Regions from separate parts of the Sus scrofa genome. Here regions 1 and 2 are each linked to region 3. Evidence: chromatin contacts called from public Hi-C and promoter capture Hi-C data. All regions are on one chromosome and are shown on one strand. The core of a region is the stretch at or near the end of the contact, and the rest is flanking DNA. Distances in the headings are between cores, read along the strand shown. Region 1 has its middle 110 kb from the start of SLC38A6. Region 2 holds the start of TMEM30B (cell cycle control protein 50B). Region 3 holds the start of SIX4 (SIX homeobox 4).

Region 1 (2,700 bases), core at 52-2,551, 350 kb after region 3:
CAGCCACAGAGAGCCTGGGGCACGGAGGGAGGTCTTGGGCCTGACTGGACTCCAGGGCCCTGGGGTGGTTCACAAACCTCTCAGGACCTCATGCTGCTGCCCCACCCAGGCGAGGTCACACACTGTCTCACGTAACCCAAGCAGCCCTCACGCCTGCCTCCTGCTCTGAGAGACATAACGTTCCATGAGTATCTCCCTTTCCACCTTGAATCTGAGCCTTTAGCCTCCCAGCTCCTCCTCAACAGACCAGGGAGGCAATGGCACACCAGCCTGTTCCCCAGCTCAGGGAGAACTGGATCTGGACTCACCTCATTGGAGCCTGAATGGGATCCAGACCATCAGCCACCCCATCACCCATCCCTCCATCAGAGTTTTTCATGGTTCTGCTTCCCTGCCACCCAAGAGGTCACAGAGGTGCAAACAGCAGAGCCTCAGACCTCATCTTTCCTTTCCAGACCACCTTCTTTCCTTTCTGGAGATGGGAGACATAGAGGGAGCCTGAGACCTGTCCCACCTGTGGCTGATAGGACCTCCTCGGTAAGTTCTGCTCTTCCCACTCAGCAAAGCACACGTGTGCACAGGCAGCCGAGCTGCTGGCCGTCCAGACTATTTTTAAACAGACTAAAAATACTGACTTACCTCAGAGGACTGTGCTGAAGGAGCTTGTTTAGGGTGTCGGATGAACCTTTGCAAATCTAAAATGCTTTGCATCACCTGCTCCTTCACCCCGTGGGTTCCTCCCCTGGGAACCAAGAGAGTTATAAACTCAGGCTGGCAAAGAACAGGGTGATGGGTGGACTGACCGGGAAGCTCTCTTTGTGGGTTTGGTGATGCTCTGTGAGATTTGGCCTCTCTAGATGCTGGCCAGCTCCAGGGCAGATCCTGAACTGCCAGGCCCAGAGCCAGGCCAGCGCATAGAAGGCTCCCTGTGTGTGTTGGTTGTTGAAGGGTGTTTCTTGGCGGGGGCAGCGCAGGTGCCTGAGCTGTTATGATTTCTGACACCCCTGTTGGGTAGGAGAAGCCCAGGCACACATGTGTCTACCCCGCTCCCCTCCCCCTCCCTTCTACCTCAGCCCTGGGCCGGTCCCCTCTGCTTCCCCCACATAAGCCTTCATGTTGCAGCACAGCGGAAGGTCAAGTGCTCTCCTGTTCTAGGGCAGACACTTTGGGTTTAACCTTGAGGCAGAGGCTCAGCTGCCCTGACAACCCGTGGCTTCTTTCTGCAGCAACACCTCCTGCAAAGGTAGCCCAGCACGTCCTTGGCCACGGGTTTCCCAGGGCAGTAAAAATAGCTGAGGCCCCGCAGCTGCTGAATGATGAGTTCTGGAAGGAGATGATTGATTCTCACAGCTGAGTCCCGGGGTCAGGGAGCGCCGAGCAGGCCGAGGGGCCAGGGTGAAGGCTGGGCTGGCCCCGGGGCTGCTCTAGATAGAGCTGTTGACAGAGGGATCTGTGCTCCCCCCACCTGAGGGGAGCACCGAGTAAGCGGATTAAAAGGAACTGCAGAGGGCTCTGTGAGAGGGAGACAGTGCAGCCCTTTCTTTGAGGCCAGACTGGACCTTTTTTGACATATGCAGTCACCTCCCCTCCTTCACCGGGGACAAAGTTCAAAGTGGGGTGGGAGTTACTTTCCAGGGAAGGTGACGGGCTGGTACAGTAATGGGAGCCCCCGCTTCCCCTAAAACTATGGAGCTGTTGGGGCTTATGAAACACCCCGGGGACACAGGTGTCAGGTAGCTTCTGGCAGCCTGGGGTCACTCTCTGCCCTCCCCCCACCCTGCCCCTGGGCTGCAGCAGTACCCTGCCTGCTTTGTCAGGGGCCTGGGCCTGGGCCATTGACCTGGGCTGCTCCGATTCTTCATGGTGATCTAAGGTGAACCGTGTCCGTGGAGCTCCTGACCAGTAACAGTAGCTTTTAAGCCAGGATCCTGCAGTTGTTGGGCTGTTCACAAGGAAACAGCTGGAAGGGTGAAGTTCTACAGCTGGACCTGATCTGGACAATTCAGAGATACAGCCATATGTGTTTACTTTACAGTGCATGTTTTTAAGGCAATCTATAGCCCAGGGTTCCATACAGCAAAAATAAGGTTTCAGAGGGAGAAAGAAGAAATTGCTAGAGGAGGGAGGAACTAAGAGGCAAATGAAAAACAATATATTTTCCTATGAGATTATTAAAAAGATGACGAGGCAGCCAGACATGGGTGTGTGTGGGGGGGATAATCCAGGTGGCTTTTCTCCCCAGGAAAAGGGGCTGCCTTGTCATCAGAGCAGAGGTACGGGGGAGACCTACTGGTTTTCATGAAAGATGTAAAGATTCTGCAGAGGAGCCTGAGTTAGGACTACAGGCCAGAAAGAGAGGTGGCCCCTCCTTTTGTCTTTCATGCTACCTGCGGGGCATCAAGGTGTGTCTTTATCTTTCTGGAGTCACTTGAGATGCATGCACTCAGCCTCCCTTTCTTGCTGTTCTTTGCTCAGAGGTGGGGTTGCAGATATTGTGATTGGTGTGGAAAAGATTCCAGAACTGTAAGAAAAGGACCCCACAGGTTACCTCCAGGTCTGTCCTTGATACCTATGGGGGACGAATGGAGAGTCTTTCTCTTCCAAACCCTCCTCTGTCCTGCACAGTGGGAGGCCTCGCATACACCCATGCACAGACAACTCAACAGCTTGGATGCACGTCCAAGCTCCATCTCTGCATGC
Region 2 (2,700 bases), core at 125-2,624, 490 kb after region 3:
CTGGTTGATGAAGCCGGTGTTGTTGGGGTCGGGGCTGAGCTCGTAGACCGGCCGGTGCCAGTTGGGCGGGGGCGCGGTGCCCCGGAAGGCTAGCGCCAGACTGCCGTTCACCAGCGGCGGGTTGCGGAACTTGACGTGGTAGTCGGTCCACCAGGCGATGCCGGTGCGGTCGAGCGGCACCTCGACGTAGGGCCCGCCGGGCTGGCGCTGGTACCACAGCGAGAAGGAGTCGTTGAAGAGGCTGTTGGCGATGGCGCCGCAGGGCGCGATGGGCAGGCCGGCCGCGCTGAGTTGGTAGGGGGCGCACTCGTTGACCGGGTGCCGCAGGGCGCTCGGCAGCCCACTCAGCTGCGCGTCGTCGCGGGACACACCGTAGCGCCGGTTGTTCTGGTAGAAGTTGGTCAGCTCGTAGTAGAGGTACACGGGGCCCTGGAAGAGCTCGGGCAGAGAGAAGTACCAGGCGCATGAGCAGCGGGGCGGCGGCGCGCGGCCCTGCCCGGCTGCGGCGCACACCGAGCAGTTGCTGAGGCCCGAGTCGCCGGTATAGTCGTACTCGAGCTCCTTGATGCCATTGGAAGAGTAGTAGAGGCCCAGGCCCAGGCCGATGAAGGCCAGGCCCGCGCAGAAGAAGAGCGGCAACGCGATGCTGGCTGACAGCAGCGGCTGCCAGGCGGGGAGGCGCTGCTGCGTGAACGCGGTGTTGTCCGGCTGGTGCGCGCCCCGAGCCGTGGCGCTCCAGGTCATGGCTGCCGCGCGGACCGACGCGGGGGCGTACGGATGGGGACGTACGGATGGAGCCGCCCGGGGGCTTCTCCCCCTCCGCGCTAGGCCAGCCCGGGGTTACCCCCGGGGCAAGTCGCCGCCTGCTCAGGTGAGTTCTGGCCCCGCCTCCGGCCCCCGCACAGGTGAGGCTTGGTGCTAGGTCCTCCGTGCAGTGACCAGACCCCTCAGTTCCGCCTTGGCGCAGGTGCTCAGACGGCTCCGCCCCTATGAGTGATCGGGAACCGCGCCCCGCCTCTACGGAGGTGAGCTGGCGGGGCGTTCCTTACCTCACCTGGCAGCCCAGGGCTGCTTTTCCTCCCCGCCGGGGTGGCTCTGGACGCCAGCTCCTCCTCCCCAAGGTGAGTGGCGGCCCTAGGCTGCGACTGAGAGGCTCATACCCTGTTCAGGTACTTCTTTCCCTTCCGCCTTATGAGTGACTGGAGTGCCCGGGCCAGTCTTGCCTGAAATCGTAGAAGCTGCAGCCCCCAGCGCAAAGTTCCACCGTGAGTTCTGGAGACTTGAAGATTTCAGGTAATTAATCATCTTTTATCTGAAAGGAAATGAAAACGTCTTTAGGCCCTCTCTTCTTTGTGGGTTAACTTATGGACCCTCTTTCAGTCAACTTTAGCCACAAATTGTAATGCTCTGGGATTACGCTCTGGTAAATCTGTTTCGAATTCAAAGCCTGCGTTCAAATTCTAGCATTTTTTTTTTTTTAAAGGGAAAATGATTTTCTGGCCAGGTGCCCCAATTAGGTGGGATAACTGAGAAAAGTGGAAACTTCTCTGAAAATAATATGACTCCAAAAAGAATCAATGAAAGCAAGATGTTCAGAGCCTTTAAATATCTCTCAAGTTAGTGGACAAACCATACAAGGAGAAAAATGCCCTGGACTACATGTGATTTATTTTTTTTCCTTTTCAGATTATTTGCCTGACTGGAAAAAGGTCCCATCCAAGGTCCCAAAAGACCCAGCTGCTATCCACAGGCAAGGATGCTGGGGCTGTTTGGCCAAAGGAGATGACCTTCAAGGATTTATAGGACTTATTGGAAAGAAAACCCAAATTAACTCTGAACATTGCTTGGGATTCTGGCTTTTATATTTAGGTTGGTAAAGTATACACAAGGGATTGTCTGGCCATTTCAGCTTTGTTCTAAATCCTCCTTATGTATTGAGGTGTTCCTGAGTCTCTTTGAGCTCAGAGAATGCTTGAATTTTTCTGATATTCAAATAGCTTGAATATTTTCTGAGTTACACTCTGCACTTAGAATAATACATTACATTCAGGAGTCATTCAAAATCCACTGAAATTTGGAAAGTTAAAATTCTTGCTAAATTGAGCAACAGCATTTTGGTTTTATTTTTTAATTTTTTTTTTGGTTTTATTTTGTTTTTAGCATCTTTCAAGTATTAGCCCTATGCTAAGCAATGTAGAAGACAAGAAAATTAGGCTGAAAAAGACCCTTGACCTCAAGACATTTGCAGTCTAACAAGGGACATATTACTTAGGAGTAAAAAAGAATCAAAATAGCCAACAGACAATATATACTCAAGTACCAAATGGTGCTTTATAAGAATGATACTAAAAGTTAAAAGTAGCATCATTTTAACAATGGAAAATTCATTCCACCTTGTTGAATAGAATGCATATGAGTTGGAAGCTTTAGCTGTTAGTGAATATGAGGGAGACTTGATGACTTGATTTCCACTTCCCTTACTTCTAATCATACCCCAAGGGAGGAAATGCCCAGTATTGTCAACAGGTTCCTACAGTGTGATCCAGTCTGTACTACACCCATTTTCCAGTAAGATAAATGAATAAATAGTTCTCTGTATCATTTTGGTGGCTTCCACCCACCCCTATATCATCGAGTCATCAGTTGGCTTGACACAGAGTCCACAAAACCGTCTCTAGGAAGGAATTCAGTTCCCCAAAC
Region 3 (2,700 bases), core at 121-2,620:
GGCAGCTGAACCCCAGGGGTCCCGGAGCGCGTGCGCGCGCCAGGCCGGTGTAACCCAGTGGAGGTGCAGACCCCGGCGGGCGCTGGCAACCTCCGTAGGCCGCCGGCGGCCACGAGAGCTGCCTTTCCGGCGCCTACACAAGCCCCTTCGCCCGGCCAGAACCGGGGACAGAGTGCCAACTTCAAAGCCAGCGGGATGGGGGTGGGAAACCGGGCAGCAGTGACCAGCCGCGGTGGGGGCGGGGATTGAGACCTAGGCGGGCGACGAGAAACTTCTTGGGGGAGGTGGGGGAGGGTAAAGAGTGAGGTTCTCCCGCCCCTCGCTACCGCTGCCCCCCCTCCCCCCGGCCGGGGAGAGAGGTAGGGGGCGGGGAGAGGTGGGCAGCCGGACCAAGCTGGTGGGGAAGGTAAGCGCCATGTTTGCGAGCACTTGGAGGAAAAGAAAGCTGGGAAGGGGGTGGGGGAGAGGAAGGGGGAGGAGGAGGAAAGTTGGCGCTCACCTTTTGGACTGGGTCTCAGAGGGGTTCCGATCGCGCTGCCGGCGGTTCTTGAACCAGTTGCTGACCTGGGTGAGGGAGAGGCCAGTGATCTTGGCCAGGTGCCGCTTCTCGGCGGGCGAAGGGTAGCGATTCTGCTTGTAGAGCTCCTTGAGCGCGTTGCGCGACTTCTCCTTGAAACAATACACCGTCTCCTCGCCGTCCCAAATGGTGCGGGGCAGGGGGAATTTCCTGCGCAACCGGTACTTGTCCACGGCGCCCAGCGGCCGGCCGCGGGCTCGCTCGGCCTCGGTGTAGCGTGCCTTGTACCAGAGCTGCTGCAGCAGCGGGTGGTTGGCCGATTCGAAGCTGTGGCTCTCGAGGATGCTGTAGAGCTCAGGGTAGATGCCCTGGTGGAAGGCCACCAGCGCCCGCGCCTTCAGCAGGCTCTCGTTGCCACGTAGCAGGTCGCTCTGGGGCAGGGACCACAGGAACCGGGCCAGGCGGTCCAGGTTGCCCCCCTGCTGCAGCGCCTCGCACACGCAGGCTACATGGTCTGGCGAGAAGGCCAGTGGGGTCTGCGCAGCAGCGGCGGCGGCGGCCACGGCGTGGTGGTGCCTGCCCAGAAGTTCCGAGTGGAGTTGTACCTGATCGGCCGCTGCTCCAGCCGCCGCCGCCGATACTGCCCCTTGCTCTCCGCTCACCCTGGCGGCGGCGGCCGCGGCGTCCCCCGGCTCCAGGGGAAAGGGGGCTGGAGCCGGGGGGCTCAGCCCCGCCGTCGCGCCCCCCGCCACTTCTCGGGGTGCCTCCTGCCCTTCCGAGGAGCTTTCCATCCCATTCTCCTGCTTGATATCCGCCGCACTTGCAATCTGCCCGGTGGGGGAGGAAGAGGACATTTTTTTTTTGTTGTTTATTTTCCTCCCTCCCTCACTCCCTCGCACTCTTTTCCTCTTTCTTTCCCCCTCTCTCACTCCTCCTTCTTCGTCTCCCTCCCCCCTCCCCCCCTCCGGAAAGCCCACTCCCTCCCTCCCGGTTTCGGCTGGATCTGGCCGATCAGGTTTCCCCCCGGCCACGCAGTCACCATTAAGATAGCTGCTAGAGCAAAGTAGTGTAAAAGGATAGCTGCTTTCTGCCGTTCCCCCAACGTGACTCCTCGGGTTGCTGCATACTATATGGCACTGGCGGCCGGGCCGGCCCGACCGCGCCACCTCATTGGCTATTTCACATTCAGAGGGAGGAGGAGACACCGTTTCTATCCCTGTCGATCACCCGCCTCCCACTCCACCCCTTGCCTTCCCCTCTCCCCCTGACCCCCAGGCACCTATACCTGAAGGGAGGCACCGACATTCTTTTCAGGCCCTGCTCCTGGGCGGGAACATGCCTAATGGGGCCTGGTAACTGGACAACAGACTCTTTCAGAGAGAGTCCCTACGATTCCAGAGGGAATATGAATTGTTGGGCATTAAGGTGCGGATGCTAAACTCTTAACAAAGAGACCACCCTCAGCATCTAGATGATAAAATTTCAGAGAACAATTCAGAAGCTTTCCTGGTATCTCTCTACTGCCCTTCACTCCCCTTTCTGATGTCTTTATTAAGGATTTTGCATTGAAAAGGGTCAAGAATAAAATGGCACTAGGGAATGCTCTAATGGGGAAGCATTTACAGGAAATTAAAATTCCAAAAGCGGGGGGTGGGGGGTGGGACACTGAAAATGGTATAAATAGCCCTCTAAGAAGATGAAAACAAGAAGGCTTCAAAAAAATGTGTTTAAGTCACTTGGAGGGCTGGCTGCCCAACTGAGTTGGTGATGCAACTAAGCATATAGAACTTTTAGCTATAAGTTTATCCTGGGTCAGCAGAGTGGAAGAGGTCTAAGCTTTAGATTATAGTAGCAACAGTATGGAAATTTAAATCTCCCAGATGAACCCTTTCAGTATAAGTGTATTAATTGTTTTTTAGAGATGATATTCCTGGTAGAAACCATCTCTATGTGCAGGTGTCTTGGAGTTCAATGCAGGATCAGCAGCCATTTCTACAGCATAAACAGATGGGAGACTGCCTTCTGGTTTGCCCTGAAGGGTTTGGGGGTGGAGTCTGATGCTTTTTGCAGTTATATCTCTTTGCTTCATGGTTTGCATGAGATCTTACCTCAAAAAAGGATGAACCCATATCTGCTTCTCTGATTAAGATGGTTCAGTTGAGTTTGTGTCTGGTACTCTTTCT

What was found. Promoter capture Hi-C pulls out the DNA fragments that hold promoters and counts their contacts. Hi-C and Micro-C count contacts between places; a contact is called where the count stands out from the background.
Region 1: a contact with region 3 is called in a Hi-C map of skeletal muscle, with 6 times the contacts expected there. The contact joins the enhancer-like site here to the promoter of SIX4 in region 3. A contact is called at or near these places in 4 of 47 Hi-C or Micro-C datasets (fetal skeletal muscle, psoas muscle and skeletal muscle) and 1 of 2 datasets of contacts at active chromatin or transcription factors (skeletal muscle).
Region 2: a contact with region 3 is called in a promoter capture Hi-C map of liver, with 4 times the contacts expected there. The contact joins the promoter of TMEM30B here to the promoter of SIX4 in region 3. A contact is called at or near these places in 2 of 5 promoter capture datasets (fetal skeletal muscle and liver), 2 of 47 Hi-C or Micro-C datasets (mesenchymal stem cells and psoas muscle) and 1 of 2 datasets of contacts at active chromatin or transcription factors (skeletal muscle).

Annotation. Positions count from the first base shown.
Region 1 is chr1:190,034,175-190,036,874 of Sscrofa11.1, forward strand. No RefSeq gene overlaps it. Among named protein-coding and RNA genes, the nearest start is that of SLC38A6, 110 kb to the left of the region's middle. Within about 2 kb of position 1,302, at least 8 of the 83 cell types and tissues checked have an H3K27ac peak or open chromatin away from gene starts, as enhancers often do. A contact at or near this core is called in fetal skeletal muscle and skeletal muscle, where this site is marked.
Region 2 is chr1:190,170,352-190,173,051 of Sscrofa11.1, forward strand. It overlaps TMEM30B (cell cycle control protein 50B), which reads right to left and starts at 1,375. Exons shown (of 2, transcript XM_021062472.1): 1 at 1-1,375. The coding sequence starts at 744.
Region 3 is chr1:189,681,008-189,683,707 of Sscrofa11.1, forward strand. SIX4 (SIX homeobox 4) reads right to left here and starts at 1,371. Exons shown (of 3, transcript NM_001244614.1): 1 at 500-1,371. The coding sequence starts at 1,371.